Regions from separate parts of the Mus musculus genome. Here all the other regions are linked to region 2. Evidence: chromatin contacts called from public HiChIP or PLAC-seq data. All regions are on one chromosome and are shown on one strand. The core of a region is the stretch at or near the end of the contact, and the rest is flanking DNA. Distances in the headings are between cores, read along the strand shown.

Region 1 (4,557 bases), core at 903-3,402, 180 kb after region 2:
GTCCTAAGCATCTTAATTTCCCTGTTTTGAATGCTAAGTAGCAAGGGTCTTGGTTTAGAACTAATACCCATCATGCATGTAAACGGTATGAAAGAGCTGCTTAGTAAGTTAACACAAAGTGTTCTTGTGTCAGTCCTTGTGGAAATAGATACAATACAAACATTACAGCTGAACTCACGGCAAACTCCATTAAGTAAAAACCTGGCCTCATTGTTCAGGAAAAAGTTTGAATAGAATGCAAGCTCATTTTGTTGAATGTAATGTCAGGCTTTTAGGGGCTGTATTGAAGGATACGGTTTTGTTAAGTTGAGACCAATTCATTAAGTTTTATTGCCTGGTGAGAAGGAGTAATACTTTATTGTAAGACCTCATCAAATATTCATGGTTAAAGAGAAGTAGTAAATGTATTCAATCAAGTGGTCTTTTGGGGTTTTGAAAAGGATTATGAAGTCTGCTCAGCTGATAGTTTTCATTCATTGAGCTTGTTTAACAAGGGTGATTTTAATCTGTGAGTTTAATTTTGTTGTCCAGTCTTTTCTCTTTTATACGATCACAAATCCAAGTCTATGAAAGTTGTCACATTGTGGAGATCAATGGATAATATAACCATTCATATGATTTTTCTATTTCCTAAGTGAAGATAAAAAATTCCCATCTTAGTTTAGCACATGAAGGTGTTATCTGTCTGCTTTGCTATTCATTTGGTCAGACTATCTAGCATTACCACTTACTTACTGCTGCTTATCTTCTCATGTCTTGAATAATAAGGTTTCTTTGACACGTGCAAAATAACAAGCAGCCTTTTGTTTTGGCTTGTTAAGATTGTCAGAAGGGCGGTAGGTAATAATTTTCTATATGATGTTAGAAATCTCAGTGGAACAGCTATTACTCTTGCACTTGATGTTAGACTACCTGCCTCTTAAATTTGTTTTCCTGTTAACGTTCATCTCAAATTTGTGTGAGAGTAGTTTGTTTATATAAAACATCCTTTCCCGTTCCACCGCATTGTTTACTTACATAGTTTATTTGTGAAGTTTTGTGTGATACCTGTTGGTTTTGTCCATTAACGAATCTTGTTTTGTTTTCAAACATGGGGTTGCTCCCTAGCTGGCCTGGAACTTGTTATGTAGACCAGACTGACCTCAAACTCAGAGATCCACCTGACTCTGCTTCCTGAGTGCTGGGATTAATCACTACATCTAAACCAGTTTTGTTCACTTTAAAAAAAAGAAAATATTTTCAGTTAAAAACTAAATTTATTAATTTTTATCCTTTGTTCTCTATTCCTCAGGCAGATGATGTTGAAGGCAAAATCAGACAAATCATTCCACCTGGGTTTTGCACAAACACAAATGATTTTCTTTCCTTGCTGGAAAAGGAAACTAATTTCAAGCCTTTTGGAACCCTCCTCCATACATACACAGTTCCTAGTCAGACAGGAGGTGAAACCTTTACTTTCCAGATCCACAAGGTAAAAAGAAGTAGTTCCCTTTGCATGGAACCTGTATGGGATTTTATATTCTGCAAATGTAGTGTGAGATAAAAAGGTTTTATTGACACTAACTAGATCTGTTTTGACTGTCTGTTTGTATACATATTTAATCTGAGACTTCTAACCATTTTCCCACAGGATAGTTTTGTGTTCTACAGACTTTCAGTTACCTCTGTGATGAGTTTCACCTGACTTTTCCTGGCTTTTTCCCTAGGCTGACATGACATGTAGAGGCTTTCGAGAATATCATGAAAGGCTTCAGACCTTTTTGATGTGGTTTATTGAAACTGCTAGCTTTATTGACGTGGATGATGAAAGATGGCACTACTTTCTAGTGTAAGTACAGTTCTAAAGCAACAGTGGACCTTATTACCTCCACAAAGCCAGCATTTTAATTGTGGCAGCCCAATTATTGGGGCAGTATAATGATATTTTTCCCAGGAAAGAAAAACTATTGTTTATGGGGCTTGAGTTTGCCTTCATTATGCTTTGGGGGACTTGAGAATGGAACTGAATTAAATGCTGTTGTCCGTTAAGGCCCTGAATGTAGGCTTAAACAGTAAAATGAGCTTTGCCTGTGTTTTCTTTTACTTGCCACCTATTCATCTTTATAATAGGCAAGTGCACTGAAGTGATGTAAAGAGGTCTGATTTATCCAAGTTGCTGCACACCAATTAAGTGAATTGTACATTCAGAACATAGCAGGTGTACCCATTGGGCCCTCACAGAGTAGCTTGCTGACACTGAAAATTCAGTCAGAGAATGGAAAAGAAAATGGACACTGCATGGGAGCGCGACTGTAATTGACCTGCTTGGCTTTCTGTTTTATCTGCAGATTTGAGAAGTATAATAAGGATGGAGCTACGCTCTTTGCGACCGTAGGCTACATGACAGTCTATAATTACTATGTGTACCCAGACAAAACCCGGCCACGTGTAAGGTAATTGGCAGTATAACACGTGCCTTGTCTTTTATTTCAGAAGGAACTGCTGAAGTTTCCAATACTTGTTATAGTAATGTTGATTTGTTTTTTGTTTTTAAATCACCATTCATTGGCTATGTACTGATTTATTTTATTGTTCTCTTTGAAACTGAGGCAGAGTAGACTAATTTTGTGTATGTTGGTAATTTTTTGGTTTCTTCAAGTTTGATTTTTAAAAAGTACCAACTTTCATACGACAATAATTTGACAATTTCCAACTGGACATGATAAGATGTTTTAATTTAGATTTATTTATTTATTTATTTTTACTATAGTCAGATGCTGATACTGACTCCATTTCAAGGTCAGGGCCACGGTGCTCAACTTCTTGAAACAGTTCATAGATACTACATTTCATTTCCTACAGTTCTTGATATTACAGGTATGTAAAATTTTATGTTACTAGAAGAGCCTTTCTCAAATATCTTAGTTTTATTTCTGTCTTAAGTGTCAGTATTCATCTGGGGACTTTAGAGGACTGTTTGAAGATTTCTTTTAGGGTACATTTTAGATCTAAGCTTTTATGGAGATCGGGCTGCATCCCTAACTAAAGTGGACAACTTAAAAATAATGAAGTAAATATATTTGGGGAAATTGTGATCAGATATAGATGCGTGCTAAGTATGCTGTAACTTATTTGTTTAACTTATTTGGCAAAGATTACATCACTTAGAAGATACCCATGTGTTAATTTTAAACCATAGTTGGGGGAGCGGAGTAGTTCCTTAATAGAAGATACTTTTTAAAAGATTTATTATTCTTTTAATTATGTAACAATGCTTGTGTCTCTGTGTGGGTGTGCATATGAGTTTAAGCACCCACAGAAAACAGAAGAGGGACTCTGGTTGCCTGAACTGGAGTTAGTGAGAGGTTGGAAGATGCCTGACTTGAACCCTGGGAGCTGAACTCAGATCCTCTCAAGAGCAATATGCATACTTGACTGCTGACTTGACCTCTAGCCCAGAAGACATAGTCTCTAAAGTGTGTTTTATATTTTGATAAACATGCCATCCCAGTAGTAGATAAGATGAAATGTCACATGTGGAAACATCCTCCCAGTATGAATTAGCTGTAGAAGTAGTAGTATGCTCAGAAGAAAGGAAACTAGTTTTTAGAAATAGAAGGATATGTGGAGTGTGGATTCATGCCTATAATCTCAGCACTGGGGTAGCTGAGGCAGGGGGATTTCTATGATTTTCAGGCCAGCATGGTATTACATGGTCAGCTCTGGAGAAGTCTGGACTATAGAGTGGATCTCTGAATTTTAGGCCAGCTTGGACTGCAGAGAGAGTTGCAAGACAGCCTGGGCTACACAGATGAAACCCTGTCTCGAAAAACTAAATAAACAACAAAAAGAAAGGAAAAAAAAAACCTTATTAGATGATATTCTAGTTTTCTTAGTATGTGACTAAACTGCCAAAACAAAAACAATGCTTGAAGAACATTAATGTCATTTTCTTACCCCGGGTAATGTCCACATTAATAAAGTTAATAAAGTTGCTAATTAAACTGAAAGTCACTACCAGGTGTAGTGGCATCTATACCTATAGTTATTCCCAGCACTCAAGAGGCTGAGGCAGGAGGATTGAGTTTCAGGTCAACCTGGACTACATAGGGAGACTGTCTCAAAACAAAACTTTAACAAAAAAAGAAATTGGGCTGGCGAGATGGCTCAGCAGGTAAGAGCACTGACTGCTCTTCCGAAGGTCCTAAGTTCAAATCCCATCAACCACATGGAGGCTCACAACCATCTGTACTACAGAGTGCTCATATACATAAAATAAAATAAATAGATCTTAAAAAACATCCTTGAAAGCCACTTTTCCCTCACGATTAGTTATAGGGTAGAACATCTTCAATCTGAGAATCTCAGTGCAGAATTCAGGACTACTGGAGGGTGTGTTTTTGTTTGTGTCCCTTGAGCTGGAGTTAGAGGTAGTTATGAGCACTTTACATGAGTGTGGGGGCTGAACTCATTGTTTACAAGAGTGGCAGTTACTCTTAACCAACTAGCCATTTCTCCAGTGCCTTCCTCCCAAGATGTTTGTTTGGTTTTTAAATTCAAAATTCAAGATTTTTTGAG
Region 2 (4,473 bases), core at 255-2,754:
TTAACCATCCACCTGTGTTGGCAAATGTTGTGTAGCAAACATACACAGATCAGCGGCTAACACACTATCCACATTAATGTTTCAGAAGGAAAGAATGTCTGTATGAAATCTTTCCTGTTAAATATGCACATTATGCAGTCACTTAGCACTAAAATATGCTGACTATATATATACATATATATATATATATATACATACATATATATATGCATTACAACAGGAGTTTGACCCCCATCTTTGGGAATGGTAAGTAGGAGTGGGGTAGTACAGCCAAGTAGAGGGAGGAGACAATATGGGCTGGAGTCTGTCATTTATAAGTCACCATGCTCGAGAAGGACTTGTGCTGGATCTAGGGAGACTTTATATCCTTAGTTTTAGAATTTACATACAGTGAACCTGGTAGTTAATAGAATTAGGAAAGCTGATGGTATTAGCAAAAGCTGAGGTATGTTTTTTTCTCATACTAAATGTAAAAAGAAAAGAAAGGAGAAAGAAACCCACAGTGGTATGAGAGCAACACTCATGTTAAGTTATTCTAGAACTCAGCTTATAAATAAATGTAATTAAATTATTTCATTTCGGTATCCCTGAAGATTTTTCTCTGGCAGAGTTGCATCCTAATGTTGGAACAGTACAAGATAGAGTCACCATCAGACACACTGTTTTCAGATTAATAATCCTTTGTGTATGAGAATTCATCTAAGAAGGAGTAGTGTCTTTCTGTTTCTCTATGTGATTATTTTGCCCCAAAAAAGCTTTCATTTTTTTAAGTAGCACAAAAGCTGTAATTGGCATGCTTTGTAAGGAAGTGTCAGTGTGCAAGAGAGTGGCGATCACTAAGAATTCTTTTACGTGTTCTTTCCCCTTTGCGCCACCGCCTCCTCAGCAGGGTCACTGAGATCACTAGCTTTTCTTGAAATGGCCATTTTCACTGGCAGGTGCATTATACCCTGTATTTTCAGATTGTTTTTCCATTCTGAATGTTTGGCAGGTTGATTGCTCTGGCTGCATTGACGGAGAAAGGGCTGACAAATGCGGTTGGGCTGGCTGAAAAGACAGTGATTACTGTTTTCCTTTGTGGCTGATTGAGGCCCTTGAAAGGAAAAATTTTAACCTTCACCATTTGGTTCAAAAGTATGAGCATATATTGAAATCACTCGTGCCATTTATCCCAGTTCTGTAAACTTGTCAGACGTAAAAATCGCTCAATTTCAAGTAATGTAGGATTGGCATACGTCATTATCATTCTGATTAAGTTGGAGGTTGTATCATTGTGTGCGTTATACAGTGTCATTTAAAGCTTTCTCTGCACAGGTACAGTTATATTTTTATTGCTTAGACTATAGAGTTGGAAAGGTTTTCTTAGCTCTCTAAATCTAACACTGTGTGTGGTTTGGCAGCTGGTGTGGCCTACAAGCTGCATTTTGTTTGCAGGGTAAAGGCTTGTCTGTAGCCTCCTGGAGTGTGGGTAATTGCACAGGCTCACCATTGGGGAGAGACACAGGATTGGAAGCAGTCAAGCGGAAGAATGTTATGCCATCCCCTTGCCACCTTGCAGCAGAAAGACACAAGCCCAGCAGTGCCATCTGGTTGCTGCTATCTAGTCAGCTGGCCTGACTGCTGGGACCGTGACTTGGCAGCTGGTCCCATCCTTGACCGTTCTTTTGTGTAGGTTGTATGTGTGTGTGTGTGTTAGATCATTTTGTACATGGGTCAGGGAAATGACTATAACAGACAAGGAAAGCCCCTTTCTGAATAGGCTTTCATTACTGGAGATGGACTCTGTTGCAGATGCCTGCTGCCATTCCCTGATACACAACTAAGATGTATGTGGGCAAGAAAAATACATGCTTCCCCCGTCCCCCCTTTTTATGATTTCTACCTTAGTTTGTAGCAAAAAGAGATGGTAGACAGGATTATATAACCTATATGTCCTGTAACATTTTTAAATAAATTATTTCAAGTTTATACTAGTTTGGGGATTCATGAGATTTGATAATTTTTAAAAGTCTTATAAACATTGTATATCTTCATTTATTTTTATTAAAATTAAAGAAAACTGTGTTAAGTGCTTATTGCACATCACACAGTGATAGATAATGAGACTCGCATTTAAAATGACAGAATAGAAAATGTGATCTCAAAGCTATTATCTTTAGAATCTGCCTCTCAAATAGCAACCTGAGAGTTAATGTAAGCATCGTTATGTCCCAGGAAGACCCATCAGACACTGATGGTTTCAGATCACAAGGAAGCATCCAGCTCTGTGGGCTGTTTTAGACATTTGATTTTCTTCATTCTGCCGCATTAATGTGTCAGCATGCTCCACAGAACTGTGGAGGAGTCGCATGTTGTTCTGTCTAGAATAGTAATGCTTGTAAGCTCAGACTCCATGAGGAGCTCATCCTTCTTATAGCTCACTCGTGCTTCACATGGCTACAGAATAGGATAACCCTTGATGAGGTACCACAGGTATCTTAAAATTCAAGTTTCCCTTTCATTCTTTAAGTTGGTGCTGGTAAAATTCCACTGTTTGTGGCTGTCTTTACAAGTGCTTCACCTTGGGAGAGTTGTGATGCCTCTGAGATACTGCCTCAGAGTCAATCTACAGCTGTCTGTATTAAGCTAGTCTTTGTTTATTGTTCAGATGAGGAGGAGGAAGATGATGTAGCAACTCCTAAACCTCCTGTTGAACCTGAAGAAGAGAAAACTTTGAAAAAAGACGAAGAGAATGATAGCAAAGGTACCTTAACATACTTAAGGAATTTTTGTTTTATTTCTGTTTTGCTGAGTTCTTTTTAAACTTGTTTTATTATTTATGAGTTAAAGTAGAGTAAAATGCTCTAAATCAGAGGTGAGTTTCATTTCAAAAGAATATGTGGCATTTCTTGAACCATATTATAATAGTGAGTTGACAGGATTTAATTGGCCTAAATCATACTTTAAAAACAAAGACAAACTCTTTTTCCAGCTCCACCTCATGAACTAACTGAAGAAGAAAAGCAACAGATTTTACACTCAGAAGAATTTTTAAGTTTCTTTGACCATTCTACGAGAATTGTAGAAAGAGCCCTTTCTGAGCAGATTAACATCTTCTTTGACTACAGTGGGAGAGACTTGGAAGACAAAGAAGGGTAATATTTAGTTCTTAAGGTCATAGCTTCTGCAGCCTTAAAAGTATGTTAATATTAAGAATGACACAAGTTATAATGCTGTCTTTTCTGGGGGGGGTGATCTTTTCCTGTAGGGAGATTCAAGCAGGTGCTAAGCTGTCATTAAATCGACAGTTCTTTGATGAGCGTTGGTCAAAGCATCGAGTTGTTAGTTGTTTGGATTGGTCATCCCAGGTAAGTATAAAAAAATCAGTTGTTATAACTCACTTTTTAATTCTAATTAGCATATAGTTTTATTTTGGTTATAAGACTTCTTGTAATTAAATCAGTGTATGTCACGTTAAATAAATAATACTGGGTGGTGTTTCTGACGTTGCCATTGTCACATTGACTCGCGTACCTTAGAAGGAAAAATTGGAACTGCTTTTAGATTTGAAATTCAGGACTTTATGTTCAAACTCAATTTTGCTAATTTAATTATCCACTAACCACTTGTATAAAAATTAAACATTTTAAATGTTAAATTGTGCTAATTTAAAATTAGACTAGCATCTTGGTGAGTGTAACTATGAAGATAATTTTCAGAACAACTTGATAGATAGTTAAGAACATAAAATAGTTCTTACTATTCGTACTTTTCTTTTCCTTCTTGATTCTTGTGAGCAGTATCCAGAATTACTTGTGGCTTCCTATAATAACAATGAAGAGGCTCCTCATGAGCCTGATGGTGTGGCCCTCGTGTGGAATATGAAGTACAAAAAAACTACCCCAGAGTATGTGTTCCACTGCCAGGTAAGGTCGTCCTTCAGCTGTCTTCCCATGTTTAAGGATTCATTCATGAATTTAGACAAGTGCCTTTTTCCTTTTCCCATCAACATGATTTCATTGGACTGGCGTTTACTGAACCACACCATATTTGCAAACAGCTGTCACACACAAAGCTGAGCACTCTTAGTTCAGTATGATCTGCCCTTTTTAGCTTTTCTAATATCTCTTATCATGGTTAAGCACACCTAAAGTCCGTTGCAGTTTTGACTTTCTGTTACTGTGATTGACCATATAGACAGTCTTCTGGAATGCGTTGTTCTCACAGGAAGTGGGACTTACTACAGAATATATAATTAGACCTCAGCCCCTGAATCTCTTAGTCATGGCCGGAGGAGTTGCAACTAAATAGTTTTAAGTAAAAACATGTGGTTGAAGTAGGAAGTAGATGTAGTTTTTTTTAAAGTGGATTTAGCAAAACTTAAAATTTGTGACTCTTACTGATTGTATGAGTTAAAATCTTAATAGTGTCATAATTCAAAATAAATACTTCAAATCAAAACTAATATATTCTTTACTGTCATATTATAGTTAG
Region 3 (4,331 bases), core at 791-3,290, 250 kb after region 2:
ACCAGAGGGCTCTGTGGAGAGAAATGACTGGGAACACTTCCATTCCTCCTGTGGAACAAGTTAGGGGAATGATTATCTTCGAGGGTAGTGCTCTGACCCGGTCACTAGCTTTGTAGGCCAAACCCATCCTACATCAGCCAGTACCAAGGTCAGCATGAGGTGGAAGGAAAAGAGACTAGGGTTGCTATGTGAAACTTCATAATCAGACTTTCTTTGCCCCTCCTCGGGTAGTTGTTTTGACTCAGGGCTAGGTCAGATGATCCTAGGACACCTGCATTTCGTCTCCTCCTGTCTCTTCTCCACTTCCCAGGACCCCTAAACAGATGCAGGTGGGGTTATATTGTCCACGGTGAGGACTCTGAGCCTGTGTGTCTCTGTCTGGTTCCCTCTATACACTCCAGGGCCCTCACCCTACCCCCCCGGGGACTCAGTCTCACTTGGAACCCTGTTCCTCAAAATGTACTTGTTCTTCTTGAATGGAAAAGGTCTTTGCTTGACATAGATTTTCATCAAATGCCTTTTTTTTTTAAAATTACAATACAGTGTCTCAGCAATCTGTCTCTGTGGGTGTTCACTCGAATTCTGGAAATAGAGCTAGGGTTTCTGAATAAATAATGAAACATGTGTTCAGAGTCTGTACCTCTTCCTTCTCTTTAACCACATCCTAGATATGGCCAATAGCCAGCGTCACTTGTGTGAATAGATTCTCTAGTTTTAGTTTCCCCCCTCTGCCTTCTGGCTGTCTGGATGATTAATGTGTCAAGGATAATACTGTTGACCCATTTCAGTCATGTCAAACAACACCCATTGCTCATCTATATAACGGGCGTACACACTGAGCCTTGCATCCTCAGCGAGGGAGCTGGTGAGCTACGACGTAGTGCTTTAGACATTACATCATGAAGATGTAAGACAATGGGAGTGGCTATCGCATCAAACGCTGTTATCCAAATGGTAATCGATAGTGAACAGCACGCACTGACCCAGCCAAAACCGTTCCTCTCTAGCTCTCCCAAGAGCAGGTGGGGTGGTGATGGCATACAGCAGTGTGTCAAAGTGTGCTTTAATATCACTCGACTATTATGGGATTTGTTACAAATAGTTGCTAATCAGTGATTATGGAAATAACACTTCTGAATTTTTTTGGGAAAAACTGGCTGACATTTTTTATCATAGTTTTATTAAACTGGTGTTTGAATAATTTTCAAGACAACTAATTTACTGTGGAAACTATTTTGATGAATGATCTGATAACAAAGATCAGCTTTGACAGCCCTTGAAACATTTACAGTGTGTAAGGGCATCCTTTGCATGGCGTTTTAAGTAAATGCAGAATTTGAAGGCACCAAATTTAGGCTAACAGGTTTCCATGGTTACACTTTTCCAAGTTATTTTGTGTGTTGTGTAAATAGGTCTGTGAGTCACTGATAATTATTTGTTGTTTTGTTTGTTCCATTGGTAATTCTGTGTTTAGCTGAATTTAATATAGTTCACAGCGCGTGCTTTGGTTTATGTATATTTTAGTGTTCATGATTGACAGTGATTGAGCATTTCTTATGGAGTGCTTGCCTTTTTTGTCATAAATGATGTATGTTGCTAGTCCTTGAAATGTAAACAAGTTCTTCCTGTATCACTGTTTAATAAACAGGAATTTTTGTGCAAAGACTTCTTGGTACATTTTAAACAATAGGCTTTGGAGAGATCTAGGTGTTTTTGTCAAGCAGATCGTACACCAAAACAAATATATTTGAGTTCTACAAATGAGGTTACCAAGGACAATGTAAGTGCTTAGGGTTAAGCACTACATTGACTGGATACAGCTTAGTAATGGGCTAAAAGCAGCAGCGTTCTAGACTGGGGTGTGCGCATGGTGGAGCGATAACCTGCAGTGCAAAAGCTCTAGGCTCAATCCTCAGCATAAGAAAGAAAAAAATTAATTAAATAAAATTGGAAATAGCATCTGATGTAAGTGTTAAGAGCGTGATGGTGAGCTTCCCAGGGGAATATTCTCTGCAGACAGGAGCTTTCCCTGGCAGGAAATCTCTCCGCCCACTCCGTGCACAACGTAAGAGTGTTTCTATACACCATGTTTAGAAGGTACTGAGGCTTGAAAAGAGGAGGGTCTTTTCCACCTACACTCGGAAGAAAAGACCTTCCACAGACCCTGCTGTGGACCACCAAATCAGCAAGGATTAACCCGAAAAACGCCAGCACTAAGCTGCATGAGTCTTCCTCGCGAGTTCAAGTCTTCATGCTGCCTAAGGTCTTGGTACATCTGTAGTCAGCTTTGGTGGTCAAGGTGGCCCCACTGTGATGCTGGGAGGGGCAGGGTGCTGTAGGTTCTTGCTGTAAGCAGCAGCTCTGGGGCCCCACCTAGGATCTCAGAACCCTTTGTAAATCACTTGCTCATCCCAAAGCATATTTTTTTCAAACTGAGGGTTTATCCTTTGCTCCTTTCTGTCTGTCATCGCACAGTTACCATAGCAACCTGCTGAGGAAGCTCCATTCCGATCAAAGGAGGAAAGGAATTTAGCCTGTCCAAGTAAACTGATGAGTGCTCAAGGGAAGGGAGTCAGTTCCGACAAGAATCCAAGAGCTGTGCTCACTTCAGCAGCAAACAGTAAAATCGGAATGAGCAGAGGTTAGTATGACCTTTGTACAAGGGTGACACAGAAAATTGTGAGGTGCTCCATTAAAAAGTGAAAGAGGCCTGCAGAGACGGCTCAGCAGTTAAGAGCACTGACTGCTCTTCCAGAGGTCCTGAGTTCAATTCCCAGCAACCACATGGTGGCTCACAACCATCTGTAATAAGATCCAACAGCTACAGTGTACTCAAATACATAAAATAAATTAATCTTAAAAAAAAGCACTCATATAAAATTAAAAAGACACTTTTTTGTTTGGTTGGTTTTTTGTTTTTTTTTGTTTTTTCGAGGCAGAGTTTCTCTGTGCAGTCCTGGCTGTCCTGGAACTCAGGTTGGCCTAGAACTCAGAAATCCTCCTGCCTCTGCCTCTCAAGTGCTGGGATTAAAGGTGTGTGCCACCACTGCCTGGCTAGAAAGACACTTCTTTTAGAAGACCACCCCAAAACACATTTATAGTAAACCATACCACATTAATTTTTACACTGTTTTCCTCTTTTGAGCCACAAATTGGCTGTTATGTTGGGAGTTGGTTTTCCTTTTGACATTCTGGTGGAATTAAACCTCAAAAAGTGTTCAATACATATAATATTAGACAGTAAATATTTTTCAGATATTTTATACATCAGATATTTCAGGTCTGTGGGAATATTATTAAATATTAATCTAAAAAAACACGATGAATTTATCATTCCACTAAATGTGAGCAATATTCCCAACATTTCCAGCAGAAGTTCTCAAGTGCTATTTCCAGATGTGAGAAGTACCCAGCCACATATAAATAAGGAGTATACATTTTATTGGTTTTAGTTTTTAGCTTTTAAAACAGAATCGACATTGTTTTAAAACATCTTTTAAAAGAAAAAGAGGAAGAAGAAAGAAGAAAAGAAGAGGAAGAAGAGGAGGAGGAGGAAGAGGAAGAAGCGGCGGCAGCAGTAGCTACACTTAGGTTGGAAGCAGACTACAGTTAATTTTTTATATTGGTGCATAAAACTGTCAAATGTGTCTTTATTCATATGGTCAACTGAGTCTACCCAGTTGAATGGAAGATAAAAATTACTTGTGGCAATGTAGCTATACCAAATTCAAAGCCATCTTGAGAAAAATTGCATATTGTTCCTTGCACTGAAAAAGGCTTTTATATAATTTCTCTTTGTTTTTGTTTGTTTGTTTGTTTGTTTGTTGAAGTTAGCTCCTTGATGCGTGATCTTGGCTTCTGTTGTCTTGAGTCTGTTTAGTCTCGGCCATGGAAGCCTGGATAGGGCTCCCTCAGGCTTTTGCTTTTCCATTTTGGGCTGTGGCTATTGACACCCTTTCCCACCACGCCTCCCGCCGTGGATTACAGCAGAGACGATTCCTAAGACTGTCAAAGATTCCCATCCCAATGTTTTCTTTCATTTGGTGTTGTATAGTGAAGATGCATTAAGCATGAATTCAGATGGGGACTTCGGGAGATTTTTGTGTGTGCTGATATTGCTATAGGTCCAAGTTGTTTCAGAACAATCACTTGCTTGTAAAATAGTAACTTTACATAGTATATCAAGAAGGAAGGAAGGAAGGAAGGAAGGAAGGAAGGAAGGAAGGAAGGAAGGAACCCAAAGGTAGAATGCAGTTGACATTGTTATAAAATGAAAAACTAAAATTATGTTCTTATCAAATGCTTTAATACAATTTAAAAATATTCTTATC

The links. HiChIP or PLAC-seq counts read pairs in DNA pulled down with a chosen protein or histone mark.
Region 1: a contact with region 2 is called in an H3K4me3 HiChIP or PLAC-seq map of embryonic basal ganglia, with 2.5 times the contacts expected there. The contact joins two enhancer-like sites. A contact is called at or near these places in 14 of 484 Hi-C or Micro-C datasets (the G1E-ER4 cell line, the N1E-115 cell line, Sertoli cells and 8 more), 1 of 115 datasets of contacts at active chromatin or transcription factors (embryonic basal ganglia) and 3 of 9 other capture datasets (embryonic tail, embryonic trunk and liver).
Region 3: a contact with region 2 is called in an H3K4me3 HiChIP or PLAC-seq map of embryonic basal ganglia, with 2.7 times the contacts expected there. The contact joins two enhancer-like sites. A contact is called at or near these places in 5 of 39 promoter capture datasets (the C10 cell line, the HPC-7 cell line, cranial neural crest and 2 more), 2 of 115 datasets of contacts at active chromatin or transcription factors (embryonic basal ganglia and liver) and 1 of 9 other capture datasets (liver).

Annotation. Positions count from the first base shown.
Region 1 is chr2:71,418,884-71,423,440 of GRCm38.p6, forward strand. Hat1 (histone aminotransferase 1) reads left to right here. Exons shown (of 11, transcript NM_026115.4): 5 at 1,292-1,471; 6 at 1,707-1,828; 7 at 2,328-2,432; 8 at 2,750-2,856. Among named protein-coding and RNA genes, the nearest start is that of Hat1, 32 kb to the left of the region's middle. RefSeq lists an enhancer at 1-3,188. Within about 2 kb of position 2,153, at least 6 of the 459 cell types and tissues checked have an H3K27ac peak or open chromatin away from gene starts, as enhancers often do. A contact at or near this core is called in embryonic basal ganglia, where this site is marked.
Region 2 is chr2:71,244,042-71,248,514 of GRCm38.p6, forward strand. Dync1i2 (dynein cytoplasmic 1 intermediate chain 2) reads left to right here. Exons shown (of 16, transcript NM_010064.4): 6 at 2,648-2,743; 7 at 2,972-3,134; 8 at 3,248-3,347; 9 at 3,780-3,905. Among named protein-coding and RNA genes, the nearest start is that of Dync1i2, 34 kb to the left of the region's middle. Within about 2 kb of position 1,505, at least 59 of the 459 cell types and tissues checked have an H3K27ac peak or open chromatin away from gene starts, as enhancers often do. A contact at or near this core is called in embryonic basal ganglia, where this site is marked.
Region 3 is chr2:71,492,676-71,497,006 of GRCm38.p6, forward strand. All of the region lies in intron 1 of Metap1d (methionyl aminopeptidase type 1D (mitochondrial)), which reads left to right. Among named protein-coding and RNA genes, the nearest start is that of Dlx1, 35 kb to the right of the region's middle. Within about 2 kb of position 2,041, at least 16 of the 459 cell types and tissues checked have an H3K27ac peak or open chromatin away from gene starts, as enhancers often do. A contact at or near this core is called in embryonic basal ganglia, where this site is marked.